Regions from separate parts of the Rattus norvegicus genome. Here region 2 is linked to region 1. Evidence: chromatin contacts called from public Hi-C data. All regions are on one chromosome and are shown on one strand. The core of a region is the stretch at or near the end of the contact, and the rest is flanking DNA. Distances in the headings are between cores, read along the strand shown.

Evidence for each region. Hi-C and Micro-C count contacts between places; a contact is called where the count stands out from the background.
Region 2: a contact with region 1 is called in a Hi-C map of liver, with 2.8 times the contacts expected there. The contact joins the enhancer-like site here to the promoter of Poldip3 in region 1. A contact is called at or near these places in 5 of 12 Hi-C or Micro-C datasets (the Rat2 cell line, hepatocytes, kidney and 2 more).

What each region holds. Positions count from the first base shown.
Region 1 is chr7:116,181,326-116,185,645 of GRCr8, reverse strand. It overlaps Poldip3 (DNA polymerase delta interacting protein 3), which reads left to right and starts at 2,346. Exons shown (of 9, transcript NM_001130506.1): 1 at 2,346-2,499. The coding sequence starts at 2,441. Rnu12 (RNA, U12 small nuclear) reads right to left here and starts at 2,056; the gene lies at 1,906-2,056. Trnap-agg38 (transfer RNA proline (anticodon AGG) 38) reads right to left here and starts at 1,675; the gene lies at 1,594-1,675.
Region 2 is chr7:116,229,366-116,233,745 of GRCr8, reverse strand. No RefSeq gene overlaps it. Among named protein-coding and RNA genes, the nearest start is that of A4galt, 21 kb to the left of the region's middle. Within about 2 kb of position 2,640, at least 5 of the 93 cell types and tissues checked have an H3K27ac peak or open chromatin away from gene starts, as enhancers often do. A contact at or near this core is called in liver, where this site is marked.

The sequences.
Region 1 (4,320 bases), core at 1,097-3,596:
CTCTAGAGTTGCAGAACTTGTGAATAGTCTCTGTACAGTAAGGGATTTATTATGATAACTTACAGTCTGTAGTCCAGCTCCCCAGCAGTGGTCAGTGGTGAATGGCAAGTCCAAGGATCTAGCAGTTGCTCCATCCCACAAAGCTAGTAGATGTGTTGGCAAGTAAATGCAAGCAGGTGAAGAAGAATCTTCCTTCTTCTAATTTAGGTCTGCAGCAGAAGTTGTGGCCCAGATTAAAGATGTGTACCACCATGCCTGGATCTGGGACTTGTTTTGTCCTAGGCTGACCTTGAACTCAGAGATCTTGTTTTAGTCTCCTGGGATTCATAGCCACTATGCCTCAAGATCTCCATGCCAAGATCCAGGTCAGAAACTTGAATCTCCCAGCCTCAAGATCAGGATCGCAGGTGAGCCTTCCAGATCTGGATTGTAGTTCGTTCCAGATAGAGTCAAGTTGACAACGAGGAGTAACCATTACAGATGACTTCCTTATAGTCCCATGTACTGGAGGAAAACAGATATTTTAACAACTTCAGGAGCAGTCGGGGCCTTCTAGGCAAGACCCCTCTGGCCTGTTCCTGTACTCTGCATAGCTCAACTGGCCCCAGCACTGAGGCTAAACCTGCAGCTGTCCCTTTGCTCACCTTGGGAGTGCGTGCGTGCGTGCATGCTTGCCTGCACGTTATATGCTGGCAGTCTCTAAAGTAAGATGACAAGATGGACTACCAGGACCAGGACGTGCTTCTCCAGTTATTGGATGCAGTGCTGAACCCTAGGGTTCTCCTGGATCCTGCTCAGCTTTCCTTTCCACTGAACCCTGATGCCTTTTGTTTTAAACAGTTGGCTGGTTAGTGGACCTGTAGTCCAGCCCCTGGCAGCAGGGACGGCGGCTTCTGGTTGTAGAGTCTATGTCCTGAGAAAGGGGGCAGTCCAAGTTGATCAAAGTTCCAACTCTTCCAAGGCTTCAGTCATAGGGCATTTCAAACTAGCAGCCTGGGATTCCTGAGCCAAGCTTGTGAATAGTCTTATGGGAAACTGGTTCTTGTCTCTTAGTAAGGCCTTCCTTTCATAACGTGTTCATTTCAAGGGGACATGAGAAACTGACTGACCCAAGAGCATCGTGTTTTTATTAAAAAAACAAAAACAAAAACAAAAACAAAAAAAAACAAAAACCTATTTTTATGTGTAATTTTGTGGTGCTGGAGTTTGTGCTTTACATCTGAGCTATGTTCCCAGGTCTGTGTGTTCCGTAATTATCAAGCACATCTCTTACATCAGGCCAGCTTCTAGAAGTTCTGTCTCACCAACGAGAAACTATCTCATAGGCCAAACACTAACAAATCAGTCAAGTTAGTCCACCCAACCACCTTCATTTGCCCCATTTACACATTCGGAAGACAAACAGTTGACTTAGCTCTCTCATCAACACTACATACACTCATCAGAAGCTGAGCACGACCTGACAACATGGGCAGTTACATCAGGGCATGATCGAGTGAAACGAGCACTTAGAAACAGGAGGAGGAACAGGAGCCTCGTGTCAGGTATGATATAAACACTCGTGAGACCTTGTCTTTTTTTTTTTTTTTTTTTTTCCGGAGCTGGGGATCGAACCCAGGGCCTTGTGCTTCCTAGGCAAGCGCTCTACCACTGAGCTAAATCCCCAACCCCGAGACCTTGTCTTAAAAACAGTAGGACGGAGCAGAGATGGTGCAGTGAATAAGAGTACATGCGCGAGCGCGCACATACACATCAGGTGGCTCACAATGTCATTGCCGGTTCTAGGGGACCTCTGGCTGCAGTGTTAAAATGTTACCTACATTTTCCGGGTCGTAGTTACAACCTGGTATAACTAACTGTCAAGGATAACTGCCAGAAATTCTATTCTTTTATCATATTAGGGGTCGGGCAGATCGCGTTACCTAGGCATCCCGCAAAGTAGGCGGGTCGCCTTAGATAGCAACCTTTACCCGCTCAAAAATTCGTCTCACATAAGCAGTGAGGACTCGGGCGTCACCCCGAATCGTTATTTTCCTTACTCATAAGTTTAAGGCATAAGGAACCTACCTACACTCCTCAGGGGTAAGAAATTATATTCTTATTACAAGTATGGTGAGTGTTAGATCGTCTGTCTGACTAACAGACTTATTTTCTTGATAGTTCTTTGAGCGGCTTAGGATTTGTATCACTTTAACTCCTCATTTGTAAAAGGAGAAGGGGGGAAAAAGAATCCATAATGCTTCGCACTTCTACATGCAAATTAGAAGCAAGCACCGCAAAGGCTCACGGGGCGGGGCTCCACCCCTTCCGTTTCGAGCTTCGTTTGAGCTGTCGCGAGAGTTGGTCGTTCCGGTGTCGGAAGCTGCTCATAACTCCGGCCGAGGGGCGGGCTCGCTGCTGACGGCCTTTCATCCGCTCTCCGCTACCTTGGCGGCGCAAGATGGCCGATATCTCGCTGGACGAGCTCATCCGGAAGCGCGGAACGGCGACCAAGGGACGGTGAGCGGCTTTTTCCTTTATTCGAGGCTCGTGGGGCTCGCTGTTTCTTGGGATTCGGGGGCGGAGGAAGGAACAGCTTGAGGGTGCGACGCCGCTTGTGCCCGCCCCCTGCGTCCGCCGCGCTTCTTATTGGCCGGGCCGCGCGGGCCCAGCCGCTAGGTAGTCCACTGGCTGCTGGGCCCGGGAGGCCTGGCCCAGGCGAGCTGAGGGCTGGGCAAGGCGGGCCTTGCTTCCCGGGGACGAGGTCTAGGGGACCACCGTGGCGCAGACTCTGCTTGGCCTTTAGGCCCTTGGAGTTGAGTGTGGACGTTGAGCCAAGGAACCCAAAGCTGTACATGGCCAGTTCTGCTGGCTCTCTCACGCCACTGTGGTTAGCCCGACCCGTTTTAAGCTAAGAGCTTTTTCATAAGCGAAGTGCCTTCCTTGCTCTTTCACTAGAATGTCTGTAATGGTTTTTCGTTCGTTTGTTTTCTTGAGACGGGCTCTCACGTAGCCGGCGCAGGCCTCGAACTCGCTGTGTCTCTGAGGAGGGCCTTAAACGCCAGCATCCTCCTCCTCCTCCCATTTCCCAAGTGCTGAGTTTGCTTCTGTTTGAAAAGCTGGCTTCCTCCAGGCTGTCCAGGCTGGTTTCGAACTCTTTATCTCAATCGATCCTCCTGCCTCAGTGTTTTGAGTAGCTGGTGCTCCAGGCACTTCGGTGTTGTTTAATTATCTTACACCCATTTCACAAACTGAATTGGCCTCAGGCAAAGACAGAAAAACAGTTCCAAGAGAGTGCATTGACATTCACTGATGTATGCTCTGGAGTCTTAATTGAGACATTCAGATCCAACAGACTCAAAACATCGGTAGCCATTTCTAGCTTTTATAAATTTGCAATGTGAAAAAGTGGTAACTCGCCTAGTGGTCAGCAAGCATATAGTTGAGCTGCTGTAAATGTTAGGAACTGTTTTCCCAGACTCTTATCTGCTCAGCTATGCCAATCCTTCCCTGTGCTTGTGTCTAGTAAACTCTGTTGTCTCCCATACTGAAACGAAATGATCTCAGCGCCGGCCGCCATCTCTGCCTGGCTTACCAGCTCATATCGTCACCTACCTGTCTTCTGGATCATAAGGAGATAATCTTTGAGAGGTTGACAGCCACGATGATTAAGCCATTTTAAGGTTTTGAGACCTTTTATTAATGGCCAGGCCAAGAGTAGGTCACTTGGTGACCATGGTCAGGGGTGCATTGTTTTTAAAGACAAGACCAATAAAGTCAGTGCTGGGGAGGAGGTCACAGTAGTAAGGAGGTCACTCACATCAGTGAGGAGGTCACTCACTTGAGTGGCCTTGTAACGTGTTTCCTTGCAGAGTTCAGCAGTGTGTTCCAGACACTACATGACATTATCTTATATATACTTCTTCATGGTGATTTTAGTTTCATGTTAAGCTTGCACAGACATCAGGTATATTGGTTCATAACTGCACCAAGGGAGAGTCATGGCCATTGCCAAAGGCGACTGTTGATGGTGGAAGGCTGAGAACTGTTAGACCAGTGGTTCCCACCTTCCTAATGCTGTGACCCTTTAATACAGCACCTCATGCTGTACCGACCCCTTCCATAAAATGATTTTCTTTGCTACTTAATAATTTCCATACTGTTATTTGTAATGAATCTCTGTTTTTCAGTGGTCTTAGATGACCCCTGTGAAAGTGTTGTTCAACCCCATGGGTTGAGAATTGTTAGTCTGGGTGGACACAAAATATGGGACCCATTCATTTTATTAGCACCGCTCTGCTGTTTTCTCATCTGTTGTCTGCGAATACAAGTCTCACAGAT
Region 2 (4,380 bases), core at 1,391-3,890, 48 kb before region 1:
AGGTGGGCTAGCTGGGGCGTTTCGGGAGAACTTGCCCTGGTGGTGTAGGTGGAGGGGAGCTGATAGACAAGCCAATTCAGTTTCCAACTAGGCCCAGAGCCAGGGCTCTGAGCTGTCTATTCCAACATCCACCCTAACTGTGAACATCGGGGGCTTGTGAAGGGGGTGGGCCTGGTCCTGCAGTTAGAGCTGCAGGATCTCCATGACACAGGTGAAGATCCAGTCTTGATAGTGTAACAGAAGCCAGAGAGAGGCCTCTAACCGGACCAAGGGCTCACTGCAATGAACATTTGCAAATGAATCTGTTTGCATATACTGTGGGACAGATTCCTCAGTGAGGTGTTTATTTTGTTTTTGTTGTTGTTGTTGTTTTTTGGAGGACGAGGTTGCAAGAGTGGAGGGCTGATATGAAGGATTGGGGAGATGAGTGTAACTGGGGTGCAGGATGGGAAATTCATAATGAAATAATAAAAAGGTTTTTTTTTTTTAAATGTCAGAGCAAACAAACAAAAAATTCCATCTAGCTTTGGACTGCCTATGAGAGGAAGCAAGGGATCACGCAGACACTTGGATTTGAGGTAAAATTAGGAGGTTAGAGCTGAGCATGGTGCCACTCGGCTGCAGTCCCAGCTGAGGCAGGAGGATTGCAAGTTTAAGGTCAGCAGGGAGGGAAGTGGGCAGGGATAAAGAGGTACAGCCAGGCATGGTGGTGTACTTCTGAAATGCCAGCACTTGAGAGATGAAGACAGACGAGATTTTCAAGTGCACGCCAGCTTGGAAGTAGAAACTGCCCCGTTTCGCTATTTGCTCTGTTTAGCAAGGAGGCCGATTTCTATCGCAGCGACCCGAACCTCCTCTTCCACCTCCCTTCCCCACCGGCAGGTGCTCATCTCCATTAAGAGATGGATGCCGTGGGGTTGGGGATTTAGCTCAGTGGTAGAGCGCTTGCCTAGCAAGCACAAGGCCCTGGGTTCGGTCCCCAGCTCCGAAAAAAAAGAAAAAGAAAAAGAAAAAAAAAAAAAAAGAGATGGACGCCGTGGTTCATCCTGTGGTTCCATGGTCCTGCTCATTTGGCAAGTTTCTTCTTTCTTTGTGCTTTTCTCCCATTTTGGCAAGTTCTTTATGTGCAAACAGAGCTAGTTTGCATGAAAAGCTTAACTAAGCAGAGCCGTGCGCTGGGTACCCGGGAGCTGGGAACACTTTACAGTTGGCTTTGTCTTAGTTCTGTTTTTGTAGTTCGGGATGGCCTCCTGTACAGCCAAAGACGAGTGGATTCCTTATTCCCCTGCCTCCCCCTCCCCCTCCCCCTAGAGTGTTAGAATTGCAGGCATGCACCATTATCCCTGTTTTTTGGAAAGGTAAGGATCAAACCCAGAACTTCATGCATGCTAGGCAAACATTCTACGACCTGGCCCACAGGCCCGGACCTACTCTTGGCTTTTGTAACCAGATTCCTCATTTATGGGTTCAGTCAAATGCATGTCAAAAACATTCAAGGGAGGGCCATTGAGATGGCACCACATGACCTGAGTTTTACCTTCAGGAGCCAAATAAAGGTGGGAGGAGAGCACTGACTCGGCATAGCTGTCCTCTGATGTCACTCACACACGCATTATCCCGGGCTGCACCCCACAGGTGTCTGTGAAGTTGGGGGGGGGTTCTCCTCATCCTGTGACCTTCCCCAGAATGCTTCAAGCTCTCCCCACACATGCTTACAGTTTCTTACCGGCATGGCTTTGTTTGCATCCCGTACCTACGACACTGAGTTGTCAGAAACAGTCCGATTTTCGGAATGAAGTGATGGATGAAGCTTGGAGCCCTGGTCCCACAGCCAAGGGGGTGAGATGGTCGGTTGTTTCTAACTCTCAGCTCTCCTGCCTCAAGCCTTTAAAACTACTTGGCGCACCACCACACCGAGATCACAATAAAGATTTCAACTCTGACCTCTCTGATGATAAACTTGTGTGTTCTCAGCTGCATCAGGGGCCCAAAATCCCGACCTGGAACTACCCCAAGTTTGTCCTAGGTCTCAACTAGACGTGGTGACACAGACCTGTAATCCTGTAATCTTAGCAGAAAGTGAAGGCAGGTCAACCCTAAATTCAAGGCCATTCTCAGATACATACTGAAGCTGAGACCAGTCCAGACTACATGAGACCCTGTCTCAAAGTGGGGTGGTGGGGATGACAAGAGGGGTCCCAGATCTCATGTGGGGGTGGGGTGGGAATGAAACCACACAGCACCATTTTGCATGCTGCAAATGTCTACAACATGCATTGGCTTCAAAGAGCAGAGTAGGCATGGACGTCAGAGACTTGTGTCTACCTGAGTGGGTCAGAGCAGCTGGGCTGGATCCCTTCCCTAAGGAGGCAGGGTTTCTCTGTGTAGCCCTGGTTGTCCTCTAACTCAGGTATCTGTCTCTACCTCCCGAGTGTTGGGATTAAAGGCGTGTGCCACCACACCCGGCTGCAACTTTTGTGTTTTAAGAGCAATTTACAGCAAATTCCTTGTGGGGTCCTGTTAGTCCATACTGCAGACAGATGAGAACCTGGGGTCCGGAATGTGTTCCAGGCCTAGTGAGAGATCAGAGTTCGAGCGGAGCTGCTGCAGGCAGGGGGCGCCGGGAGCCAGCCAATGCCACTCCCGGCTGCCGCAGTGTTTGAAGACCTGGTTCACCACAAACCACAGAGGACCCAGGGAGAGCATGCGGGGAGACAGGGACCCGGCTTTGTGCCAAGATCATCCCCCTCCACCCACCCTCCCGCGCTAGATGGACTTACACCCCCTGGGAAAGTGCTTTCAGACCTCTCGGCGACGTCTTGCTTGTAGAAGCCACACAGGAGAAGACTAGAAAAAGAGGCCCTTCTAGCAAAATGAGCTAGGCAGCGCCACCTGTTGCGAATCTAGCGATTAACTGAGAAGAAAAGGAGCTGCGGAGATCGCCTAGGGGTTAATTACACCAGGATGATGATCCCCATGATTCCTTTTTACTTCTGGCCCGTGATCCTTATTCTCGGTTCGCGATGATCCGGAAACACAGCAATCTGGATCCCTACTGCTGCCGCTATTCATGGGGTGTAAACGCCCCCCTCCCCCGCCCGAAAGTAGGGAGTCACACTCTTAGCCCTCCTAAATTCTCCCTACCTGGGAACCGCAGCTAAACGGTACCTTTGTTACGGTACCATCAGCCTTAGAAGACTCCAGGGACTATTTCCTACAAAGAAGGATGCTGTTGGGGCGTGCTCAGAGGTAATATTGTCCAGTCTGTGCTGTTTTGGACTGAAATACTACAAGAGGCTACAAAGCAAACCAAAGCGCAAATCTCTTAATCCAAGCGAAGGTTCAGGCTCCTAGCACCCAATCAGAAGATCCGGTTCCTTGGGGCTGTGAGGTTGCGGGTAGCCTGATAGGAAATCCCTCTCTTTTAACTCCACTAGGAAAACCACCTTGAGAATACCAATCTGCTTTTGCTCCTCCTTCGGCTTTCGTGTCTGTAGAGTGGCTCCTCCGCTCAGCCGGTCTACTCACACCGTTCTGTTTTACAGAACCAGATGCTGCCCCACTCCTGAACATGCCTGAGCCCATGCTGTGTCTTCAGCGCGTCCTAGCCAGTGGCACACAAAGTTATACAGCAAAGGAAAGTAGGGACTAGAAGGCAGGGGAGTAGTAAGGGAAGGAGGGATGGGAGGAAAGACAGAGGAAAAGGCTATTCGACAACAGCAGGGGACAATAATCTGAGATGTCTGTGCTACGGACACCCCTCCTCCCACCTTTCTGGATCTGATAACCCACTGCAGCAGTGGTCCTGATGCTGCACCTCACTACTAAGTCTGTTGTCTACAGTGTGCAGACAGCTTTCCTGAGCTCAGCACAAAATGGAGGACTCCCTTTCCTTAGCCGGGCTTCTTCTCTGCCTGACAAGGGGAGCCCAGACTACACTCTACCTGGGGAATGTTACTGTAATCCTGGAGAAATTACAGGCTCAACTCCCTGGAATCCCTCTGTATGTAAATGAGGTATCTTCAGTACCTTAAGCCTCAGCTAGTGAAACTACACCCTGAGAAGAAGCCCTTCCCACTCTCCAGGTTCATATCTCCTTGGTTCACCCCAAATAAAGTGTTTAAGCCTGGGGTTGGGGATTTAGCTCAGTGGTAGAGCGCTTACCTAGGAAGCGCAAGGCCCTGGGTTCGGTCCCCAGCTCCGGAAAAAAAAAGAACCAAAAAAATAAATAAATAAAAAAAATAAAGTGTTTAAGCCCACCCATTAATTTATACACAAGCTAAGATTGCCTCAGAGAGCTGTTTCATTGAAGATTGTAGGAGAAAGCCTCTGCCTACACACACGCACACGCGCGCGCACACACACGCACACGCACACACG